Regions from separate parts of the Hordeum vulgare genome. Here region 1 is linked to region 2. Evidence: chromatin contacts called from public Hi-C data. All regions are on one chromosome and are shown on one strand. The core of a region is the stretch at or near the end of the contact, and the rest is flanking DNA. Distances in the headings are between cores, read along the strand shown. Region 1 holds the start of LOC123439769 (protein RETICULATA-RELATED 4, chloroplastic-like). Region 2 holds the start of LOC123439751 (AP2-like ethylene-responsive transcription factor SMOS1).

Evidence for each region. A called contact is a pair of places that touch in the nucleus more often than the background predicts.
Region 1: a Hi-C map of seedling shows a contact between it and region 2, with 5 times the contacts expected there. The contact joins the promoter of LOC123439769 here to the promoter of LOC123439751 in region 2. A contact is called at or near these places in 4 of 6 Hi-C or Micro-C datasets (leaf and seedling) and 1 of 1 datasets of contacts at active chromatin or transcription factors (embryo).

Annotation. Positions count from the first base shown.
Region 1 is chr1H:390,556,933-390,561,813 of MorexV3_pseudomolecules_assembly, reverse strand. It overlaps LOC123439769 (protein RETICULATA-RELATED 4, chloroplastic-like), which reads left to right and starts at 1,871. Exons shown (of 8, transcript XM_045116451.1): 1 at 1,871-2,700. The coding sequence starts at 2,146.
Region 2 is chr1H:390,379,695-390,384,781 of MorexV3_pseudomolecules_assembly, reverse strand. It overlaps LOC123439751 (AP2-like ethylene-responsive transcription factor SMOS1), which reads left to right and starts at 1,402. Exons shown (of 10, transcript XM_045116443.1): 1 at 1,402-1,762; 2 at 2,485-2,567; 3 at 3,485-3,493; 4 at 3,585-3,673; 5 at 4,406-4,479; 6 at 4,560-4,610. The coding sequence starts at 1,515.

The DNA.
Region 1 (4,881 bases), core at 622-3,121, 180 kb before region 2:
AGGAATGAAGGGAGTAATATCACTTACGAGATATTCAAAATTTGGAGGCAAAACCTACACTCAAACACTAGTTTATGAGAAAACAGAATATGACATTTTCTAGTATTAGAAAAAATGGATTACTTCAATCACATGACCAGAAGAGTGCCACTCAATCTTCGCTTAAGGCACCTTGAGTACCCGGGCAGGAAATGAGGCGCACATCACACGTCCTTTGTGTGGCCTACCGACCCTCCCCCTCTATCATTTGAAAGGTCATAGTACGTCTGTACGTGCGCCCGAGGACCCCGTGCACCGTTCCTGAAGAAGTATATACTCCTACGTTCTACTCGTAGCGTGTTGGATTACATAGACCGTTTGTTATGCAATTTCCAACTGCCGAAACTGTCCGGCCAATACACAAATCCATTTCCACACATTTATATATATCTTCTTTTTTTTCTGCAAAAAGCAGTCCTTCATACTCGATGGTTAACAACATCTACTTAATCATACTACCTGTAAATTAAATGTGTGCTTTTTTAATGATTTGAAGATTGCTCATCACGCCTGTCAATGCGCTCTTGGCGTCATGAGAATAGAAAATATCTTATCTCCTTGACCTTGATCAATGCCACAAAATTGCATAAATAGGAAAAAAAGGTATACTTGGAAGGCCATGGGTTTCTGAATTCATAGGGATAGATCAATCCATAACATAACATAATCATATACTTGGAGGTATGAGTGAACTGTTTTCATTTTAATTTCGAAATAGTGTGTAGATGCCCAAAGAAGATTTGGTGGGATTTTATTAAGATCTTTTGGATGAAAGTTCCTTTTCGCTTGAAGAAGATCCTGCCCAGAAGATATGGTGGCACGCAAAATTTATAACGCAAGTGCTATGTGGCCCTCCCGCATTCTCTTGAGGATGTCACTATTACGAGTATACATTTATCTTTCACTAGATAATTCTTCGTGGGACCGTGCCTTTCAAAGGAGACACAAATATTTAGTACATAATCACTGTGATTTATCAGTCATTTTATCGTTGATGTAAATACGCACCAAAAATATACTTTAGCTGTCAATTGAACCAACGTACTTCCTCTGTTCCTTTAAATTCCCTTCGTTTTTTCTAAATAAGATGTATTTTTAATAAAATTCCAGAATGTAAGATACATTTCTTCTAATTCCTCATAATTTCATTGTTAGCCCTTTAAAAAAATAAATTATCTCTCCCCTAATTGCATGCATCTGTTCTTGTAAAGAGAAAAAGAAAAGTATCTCCCTACTGATTCCGTGTATCTTTTACTTTTCTAGCCTAAATGATTTAGTTGTCGCGAATCAATGATTTAGACAAGGTTAATTTCTTCCTAACATGTATATAATTATATGTCTTGGTTACTGTGATAAAATAATACACCTTACATAAAGGAATGAAGGGAGTACTCCACAATTATGGGGTATAAGGTGTAGACGTATTTATTTTTTAATAAAATTTCACAATATAAGATTTTTTCTTATAATTCCACGTAATTCCCTTTCCAACACTCTAGAAAAAAAAAATCTCTTTCCTGACTGCATGTATCATTCCTTGTAGAGAAAAAAACATTTCTCACCTGATTGTGTGTATCATTTTCTTTCCCAGACTAAACGATTTACTTGTCGCTAATCAATGAATTAGCTCATGATAATTTTATCATAAATTATTTAAAATTATGTGCCTTGGTTTCAGCACCAAAAACTATACACCTTAGATGGAACGGAGGGAGTTTTAATTTACCAAATAATGATTTTATTTGGTAAGTGGATGATAGAAAAGGTAAATGAAACTTTGCGTATCCACTAGTATTAAGTACAGTAGGAGAGATGCATGCAAACTTGAAATTCTACCGTGTGTCAGTAATGTTTAGAAAATGTATCATCTTTTCCGCTTTTCGTCAGGTATATGACTCTGAGCATGCCTCCGGCGGCTCCTCGTAGACTCGTCGTAGGTGGTAGTACAGTTGTATAAAGCGCCGTTGCCCACTCGTGTCGACACGACTGTCGCGGCTGCGGTCTCGCGGGGTTCCACTTCTTCACCAACCACACTCCCCTCCTCTCCTCTCCTCCGGGAGGTCCACGCCCGCCCCCGGCCTCCGACCGCCTCCCGCATCCACCGCCATGGCCTTCTCCACCCCCAACTCCCTCTCCGCTTCCGCTTCCGCTTCCAGCCCCGCCTCCCCCTTCCACCTCCGCCTCCAGCCGCAGCCCTTCCTCCGCCTCGCCGCCCTCCCCTTCCACCGCTCCCTCCCGCTCCACCTCCCCGCCCTCCGCCTCACCCGGCCCCTTCTCCCTCCCCTCCCGCTCGCCTCCTCGGGCGGCGGCAGCAACATCGGCTCCGGCGGCGGCGGAGGCGATGACGACCTCCCCTCCGGCGGCGGCGGAGGAGACGAGGACGAGGGCGAGGGCGGCGACGACGCGTCGGTAAACAGGAGGGAGGCGTTGTTCGTGCTCGCGCAGCTGGGACGGAAGCTCGAGAGCCTCCCGGCGGACATGGCCGCGGCCGTGGAGGGCGGGCGCCTCCCCGGCGAGATCGTGCGCCGGTTCGCCGATCTCGAGAAGTCGCCCATGTTCCGCTGGCTGCTCCAGTTCGGCGGCTTCAGGGAGCGCCTCCTCGCCGACGACCTCTTCCTCGCGAAGGTCGCCATGGAGTGCGGCGTCGGCATCTTCACCAAGGTCCGTGTGAAAATGAAACCCACTTCGTAATTTTTTCGCTTCGTATCTCGTTTCTGTGGTTTGCGCTTCAGATTGTCAGATGTGGTTTGGTTTGCTCTGGTTTGACTGACTCTAGTGTAAGCTTTTTGTGGTCTAGAGTTCAAAAGGCCCAACCCTGATGTGTGTAGTAGATTGTCGCATGAGTCGGGCTTTGGCTTGATGGTGATGCGTGCCCGACTCTGGCTTGTTGTTGACGTCGCTTCATGGTTGTTGGGGGCGTTGTTTGGACGACCGCTTCGGTGAGAAATGGGGCGGGAATATTTCTCTGCTGTGACAAGATGCCGATTGTTCCCTAAATCGGATGTATTCCATAATCTAATTGGACAGTCTACTAAGTACTTTTTTTTCCATTTCCCCTAATACAACAAAGGCAAATGTGGCTTTGCTAGATGAAGAAAGGAATACAGAATAAAGAAGCCTTTTTACGGTCTAAAGTACTCCCTCCGTTCCTAAATATAAGTCTTTTAAAATATTTCACTAGAAGTCTACATACAAAGTAAAATGAATGAATCTACACTTTAAAGTATGTCTATATACATCCGCATATAGTCTATTAATGAAACCTTTTTAAAGACTTATATTTAGGAACGGAGGGAGTACATTCTTTTGCTGGCAACATCAAGAAGCCTTTCTGTGATTATTCGGTCACCTTAGCCACGAAGCTCCAGTGCTACCAAGCTTTGTGGTGCCGTAGTCACCAAAATGTCACAATAGATCGTACTACAATTTACAATACTACGTACTCCTTCCGTCCCAAAATTCTTGTCTTAGGTTTGTCTAGAAATGGATGTATCTAAATACTAAAATGTAACTAGATACATTCATATCTAGACAAATCTAAGACAAGAATTTTGGGACGGAGGGAGTACAAAAGAAGATTCAATACACGGTATGCATGGTGGCTTTACAATTTCTCTTTTGCTTGCCTACGCTACAGTACACGATTTTTTTTCTCAATGTGTGTACCAAATTTATGACACGACGACAGATAGTCCCTCTGTCTCATAATATAAGAGCGTTTTTGACACTACACTAGTGTCAGAAAACACAGAAATTGCTTTTGGTGGCCGAGCTCCATGGAGGCCTTTAAATTTGAAATTCAAATTTCATGAAAATTTATATTTTTACATTTCAAAAAATTCTGAAAAAAAAACACAGGGATAAGCGAAGGCGTAACACACATGTGTGTAAATTTTCAGGAAAAAATACATTGAAATGAGGGCTGTGCAAAAAAGACAAATCTGAGGCTTTTTTACACATGACACTATTCATCATTTCAGGTCATGAATTTGTCTTTTTTGTGCAGATCGTATTTCAAGGTATTTCATCCTAAATTTTTGCACACATACGCATAACATCCTTCTTTACTTCCATATTTTTTTTCAGATTTTTTTGAAACCGAAAAGTTTGAATTTTGAATTATTCAAAAATTTCGGCCTCCATGGAGGCCGAGCTCCAAACGTCCGCTCTCCAGAAAACACTCTTATATTATGGGACGGAGGGAGTACATCTTAGAACATATACAACCGGACTAGGCAAATCTGGCCCCTGTACATCCGCGTACGCGCCCGAACGTTTGGGCAGTAGCCGGTCACCCCTCAAAAGTCCGGGTTCCGGAACCGTGTCCCTCAAAGCAAACCCTCAAATCCATACTAATCATGCAATGTTACACTCACACACACACACGTAGTTAAACAGACACATAGCATAGGAAGTTCATACATGTCAGTGTATCGGACTACCACAAATTGACATGCTCTACTAGCTACAGACGATATGAAAATGGAGGAAGTTCACCCACGACCGCCCTACCCTTGCCATCTTCGTTGCGGAATTAGTGGTCGAAGACGCAAACCGGATCGAGCCGGATTTGCTCTCCGCCGAAACTATTTGATCCATCATTGACCTCTTTCTCTTTGGGTGGCAGTCCGGCGAGGGCACGGACCGCCCGGATTTGCTCCCTTGCGAGGGCGTGCACCGTCCTCCTTTCCCGCTTCTCAAGGACGCAATCACGGAGGGCTTCCTCGTTCTTGTCAACGGCGGCGTGCGACTCGGCCCCGTGGCCTCGGCCTCCAGGGCTTCCGATGCTTGCCGCGCCTTGTTCCTTGCAGGGCTGGCACAATGGTTTGCAGTGGTTGCGCC
Region 2 (5,087 bases), core at 153-2,652:
CTGTCGGAGAGAAGAGGAAAAGATTTGCCCAAGAGCAAGAGGGTGCTAGGAAGGATGTCGAGCGTGCCTTTGGTGTTTCGCAATCTCGATGGGGCATCGTTCGGTATCCTGCTAATACGTGGAGCACGCAGAAACTGTGAAAGGTGATGACTGCTTGTGTGATCATGCATAATATGACCGTAGAAGACGAGCGCTCGGAACGTATGTACGATCAAGGGTTTTAGTTTCAGGGTGAGAATGTTGTGCCTGAGCATGGAGGAGCAACAACGTTTGAACAGTTCATCCAATTTCATCAAGACATGCATGATTGGGAAACACACGTGCAGCTGTAAAATGATTTGGTTGAGCATATGTGGGCTCATGTTGGCGACCAATGGATTTATCTTCTTATTCGTTTGCAAAAATATGTGAAAACTATGTTATGTTTATTCGGCTTGTAATAACTATGTTATTTTATTCGGTCCAAATTATGTTAGCAAATTCAATGCAAAATAGAACGGCCAGACAACCAGCCGGCCACGCCGGCACATATAGGTCGGCGCGTTGAACGCGCTGCCGACTCATATCTAAAACAGGACGGACGCCGACCGACCGGTCGATCCAAACGAACAAACCGAACTAATCTTCATTCGTTCGGATCAACCGTTAAAGTTGCTTTAAATACACGATTTTGGCCGATGCATTTGATATGCCCGTGGCGACGTGATTGACATGGGCTATCCCTACGTGACGTGACGTGACTGACATGATACGTGCTACCCCTACGTGACGTGAAGTGAGTGCAACATTAACACAGAGCTACTAGCCAGTAGAGAGAGTGAGCATGCAGCGCAGTACACCTGCCTTCAATGTGGCACGGCAGTACCGTGGTAGTGCAGTACTGTCCACGGCCTCCCATGAACCAACTCGACTCGATCAGCCCCATTCACTCACCTCCTGCCGCATCTGACACGGTGGCCAACGGTCCTGAGGCATTGAACTCAACTCAACTCCACTCCAGTCGGTTCATTTCCAGTGTTTTGTTTCTTTATGCATCATCATCATTCATCACGGAGTTCCATCTGCACATCCCTCGTGTTTTCCATCACGGGGTTTGCCCCTGTCGGGTCGGCATCGATGGGAGTAAGAATCGGCCACGCGAGCCGTACCGATGCCGTTCGCGGAAGCGACGACGGGCCGGACAAACCCGCATCCGGCGTGGCGCTGCTGCCGTCCCTTTCCGGCCCGCTACCATCGGCTCAACTCTCTTCCTTCTTCTCTAGCCGTCATCATCAATCGCGCATCCTCGGATTCCCCTGCGGCTCCCTGCTCCCCATGTGCCGGCCCACTGGGCTCCACGCGTCCCCATCCACCTCTGCCTCTGCTCCTCCTCCCCCACCCCTCCCCCCCTCCATTTGAAACCACCACCACGGCCGCCCCCAAACGGTCACCACTGCGACTCCTCCAAAGGCCGAAGCGCTCGCCCCCGTCCTCCTGCCTCGTCGCGCCGGCTCGACCGATCCGGTGGCGGCGCCATGGCCTCCCCCAACCCCGCCGCGGCCGACGCGGGGCTGCAGAACAAGCTGGAGGCCGCGGCGGGGGGAAGCGAGGGGCCGCCGCCCGCGTACGGCGCGGCGGTGGGGGTGGCCGCCGCGGAGCAGGCGCCGCCCAGGAGGCTCGCCCCGGCGCGGAAGGAGCGCGTCTGCACCGCCAAGGACCGCATCAGCCGCATGACGCCCTGCGCCGCCGGGAAACGCAGCTCCATCTACCGCGGGGTCACCCGGTACGTACCGCCCCTGCCTGGCCCGCTCACGGACTCATCTCCGCTGCTACCTGCTTTTCGTTTCCCGGCGACCATGTCTGGAAGAAGCTCAGCACTACAGATCGCCAATGAGCTTCCGTATGCGTCTCTGTCTCGAGTTATTGGGGGTGGGGAGCGTATCGGAAAGTGACGCAGAGCGTGACTAGCCTGGGAGATCCGATGAGAACTGGCACACGACGAGAATAAGTGAATGTTATAGAGGACTATTGCTGTTAGGTATCTCAACATTGCAGCCAGTGTTTGTCTCTGGTTATTATCACGAAACAGCTGTAAATTAATGTATGAACATCACAGTTAGTACCCTGTTCAAACGATGATCTGCAGGTCAGCACATGCTAATGGTTAATGTGCACGCTCAACCACGAGAAATTACAAGTAGTATTACCTCCGATGTCTGGCCACCTTAATTGTTTACAAATACTTCCAAGTTTGACCTCTTCACCGTGCTTGGCACTTCATGCTTCTCGGTGCGCATTTCATATTTGGTGTCCTCCTTCGCTCCTTCCTTCTCCACTTATGAGTATTATTTTCTGTACTATACGCTATTATTTCTTTTCTTTTTTACTGCCTTCAACAGACATATACTTCCTTAAACTTTTTGTGAGCATAGCATTATCTCCTTTTGGTGTTCCTTATACATGTATTCATTCAATTTATTACTTAGCCCAATGTTGCATCAATAGGCATAGATGGACAGGGCGATATGAGGCTCACCTTTGGGACAAAAGCACATGGAATCAGAATCAGAATAAAAAAGGGAAACAAGGTATGCGACTATTGTGTGCTCAGTACAGAGTTACAGCTGTTGTTAATTTATCATGCTTCTTTAGCAATCTTATTACATTGGTGTATAGGAAACTTGTCCATCTTAACTTCCTTTTATTGCAGAGGTCATTTGGGATTATTGTGTGCTCAGTACAGAGTTACAGCTGTTGTAAATTTATCATGCTTCTTTAGCAATCTTATTACATTGGTGTATAGGAAACTTGTCCATCTTAACTTCCTTTTATTGCAGAGGTCATTTGGGATTATTGTGTGCTCAGTGCAGAGTTACAGCTGTTGTAAATCTAGCATGCTTCTTTAGCAATCTATTACATTGCTGTATAGGAAATTTGTCCATCTTAGCTTCCTTTTATTGCAGAGGCCATTTGGGATATTGTGTGCTAAGTGCAGAGTTACAGCTGTTGTAAATTTATCATGCTTCTTTAGCAATCTTATTACACTGGTGTATAGGAAACTTGTCCATCTTAGCTTCCTTTTATTGCAGAGTCATTTGGTTTAAGGTCTCTAATCCTCAATCATCCATCATCCGATATGGAATCTATGTAGTAATTAAGTAGTTCTTCCGTCTACAAGTTTACACTCAAACAGATCTTTTTCTTTTTTACTATTGCTTGAGTCAGGTATTTTTGACTAGATAATTGTTTGCTGTGCCATAACCACTGCATGCATTTACTGGTTGTAAAGAGTATGCATTCTGCATATCTCAGTTTTTATACTATGTGCATGATTTCTTTCATATCTCCATACGATGACCTGTGTTAAAGTTAACTATATCAGTATGATTTACCATTTAATTTTTATTACTGTAGTTGTGCTTAATGTAATTTAATGCACATAGTGTTAACTTGATAAGATGTTTCTTTTTTACATGGGAAACTGCACGGCGCACCAATCTTGCAGTATATTTAGGTAAGGAGCACCACCGATGCTGACATTAAAATGCACATAGTGTTAACTTGATAAGATGTTTCTAATGCCCACCATTTGATGTGCAACATAGGCGCATATGATGATGAAGAGGCTGCGGCAAGAGCCTATGATCTTGCTGCATTGAAATACTGGGGAGCTGGAACACAGATAAATTTTCCTGTGAGTCGTCTATAAGATTTGCTAATGCCATTCAGCTCTTGTTTTCTAGTCTTTGTTAAATTCTTCCACCTTAAATTATTAAGTATATTTTCCTTTTTTAGTAAGATCGTGGTTTAGCTGAATGCATTATTCATTTATTTCAGGAAGTGTTCCATGGTGAAACTGATACCTCTGTGTGCTAATCAGTCTGTTTGTTATTAATATTGAGCAATGATTTATTTAGAACCCACGATGTAATAAAAATCTTGCACAGAAACCGAAAGCTTCCAAATTTGATCTCTAAATTTCAGAAATATCTAGTGTCTTTTGTCTACTTTACATTATGTATATCAAAATTTGAGATACATGTTACCTCAGTTCAGTTTAAGCCGATGATTCTCTTATCTCGTTTGGCTGGTTTACATATTTACAGATATAAGTGTTGGGACGAAACCCAAAACTGTTTACTATGTAGTGCCTACTTTTCATAAAGCACAATTAAAATTAGGATATATGATGCCCCAGCTCAGCTTCATTATAAGTCTATGATTCTCTCATCTGGTTTTGTTTTTATTATTATTTTAATTTACAATTGTAACTTAAAACAAATAACACAACTGTCTTCTGCAGAGTATTGACGAAACAAAAATTATAATTACTTCATTGTTTTCAATTCCATGTCAACTGTCACAATACCTAATGAAAAATTTGACAATTAGCAAACTTATGTTCATTATGTATCTGCCTATTTAGGTCTCCGATTATACAAGAGATCTTGAAGAGATGCAGATGATCTCCAAAGAGGACTATCTTGTATCTCTCCGAAGGTATATTTGTGTCGTGCATTTATAATGCATATACATTATTTATTTTCTGAAGCAATGACTGGAAGATGCATGCATTGCAGAAAGAGCAGTGCCTTCTCTAGGGGATTACCAAAATATCGTGGGCTTCCCAGGTGCGTTTTAATGATTGAGAAAATATATCCTCTACTATGCAAATTTCTTTTATGTTTGTTGTTTTGTGATAGTTTACTTCTGTAATGCATCCCTGTAAAAGTTTTTCCACATGCAAATCATTTATTCCCAAATTGTTCAAACTGTCGATGCTTTGTTTAATATGATTGTATTGTGCTTTATTGCTACAAATATTTCTGCCACATCAATAATGGGTTGGAAATTTCGCTACAATCTCATATATTAGTTTGTAACTTTCTCTGTTGCTTTGTGTTCATCTTCACAACAGAGCAACACTGCAAAACTAAAATGAGCAAATAAAGTATTCAATAGCTTCTGTAGCCAATTGTGGTTTTGCACCATGACAGCTTAGCAGTTTCCTTAAAAATTAGATTGAAAAAGATTATAGTTCTATACTGGTAGCTTGGGAAATGAACATATCTGCAGCTTGCACTAAACATATATTTCTTCCAAACCCA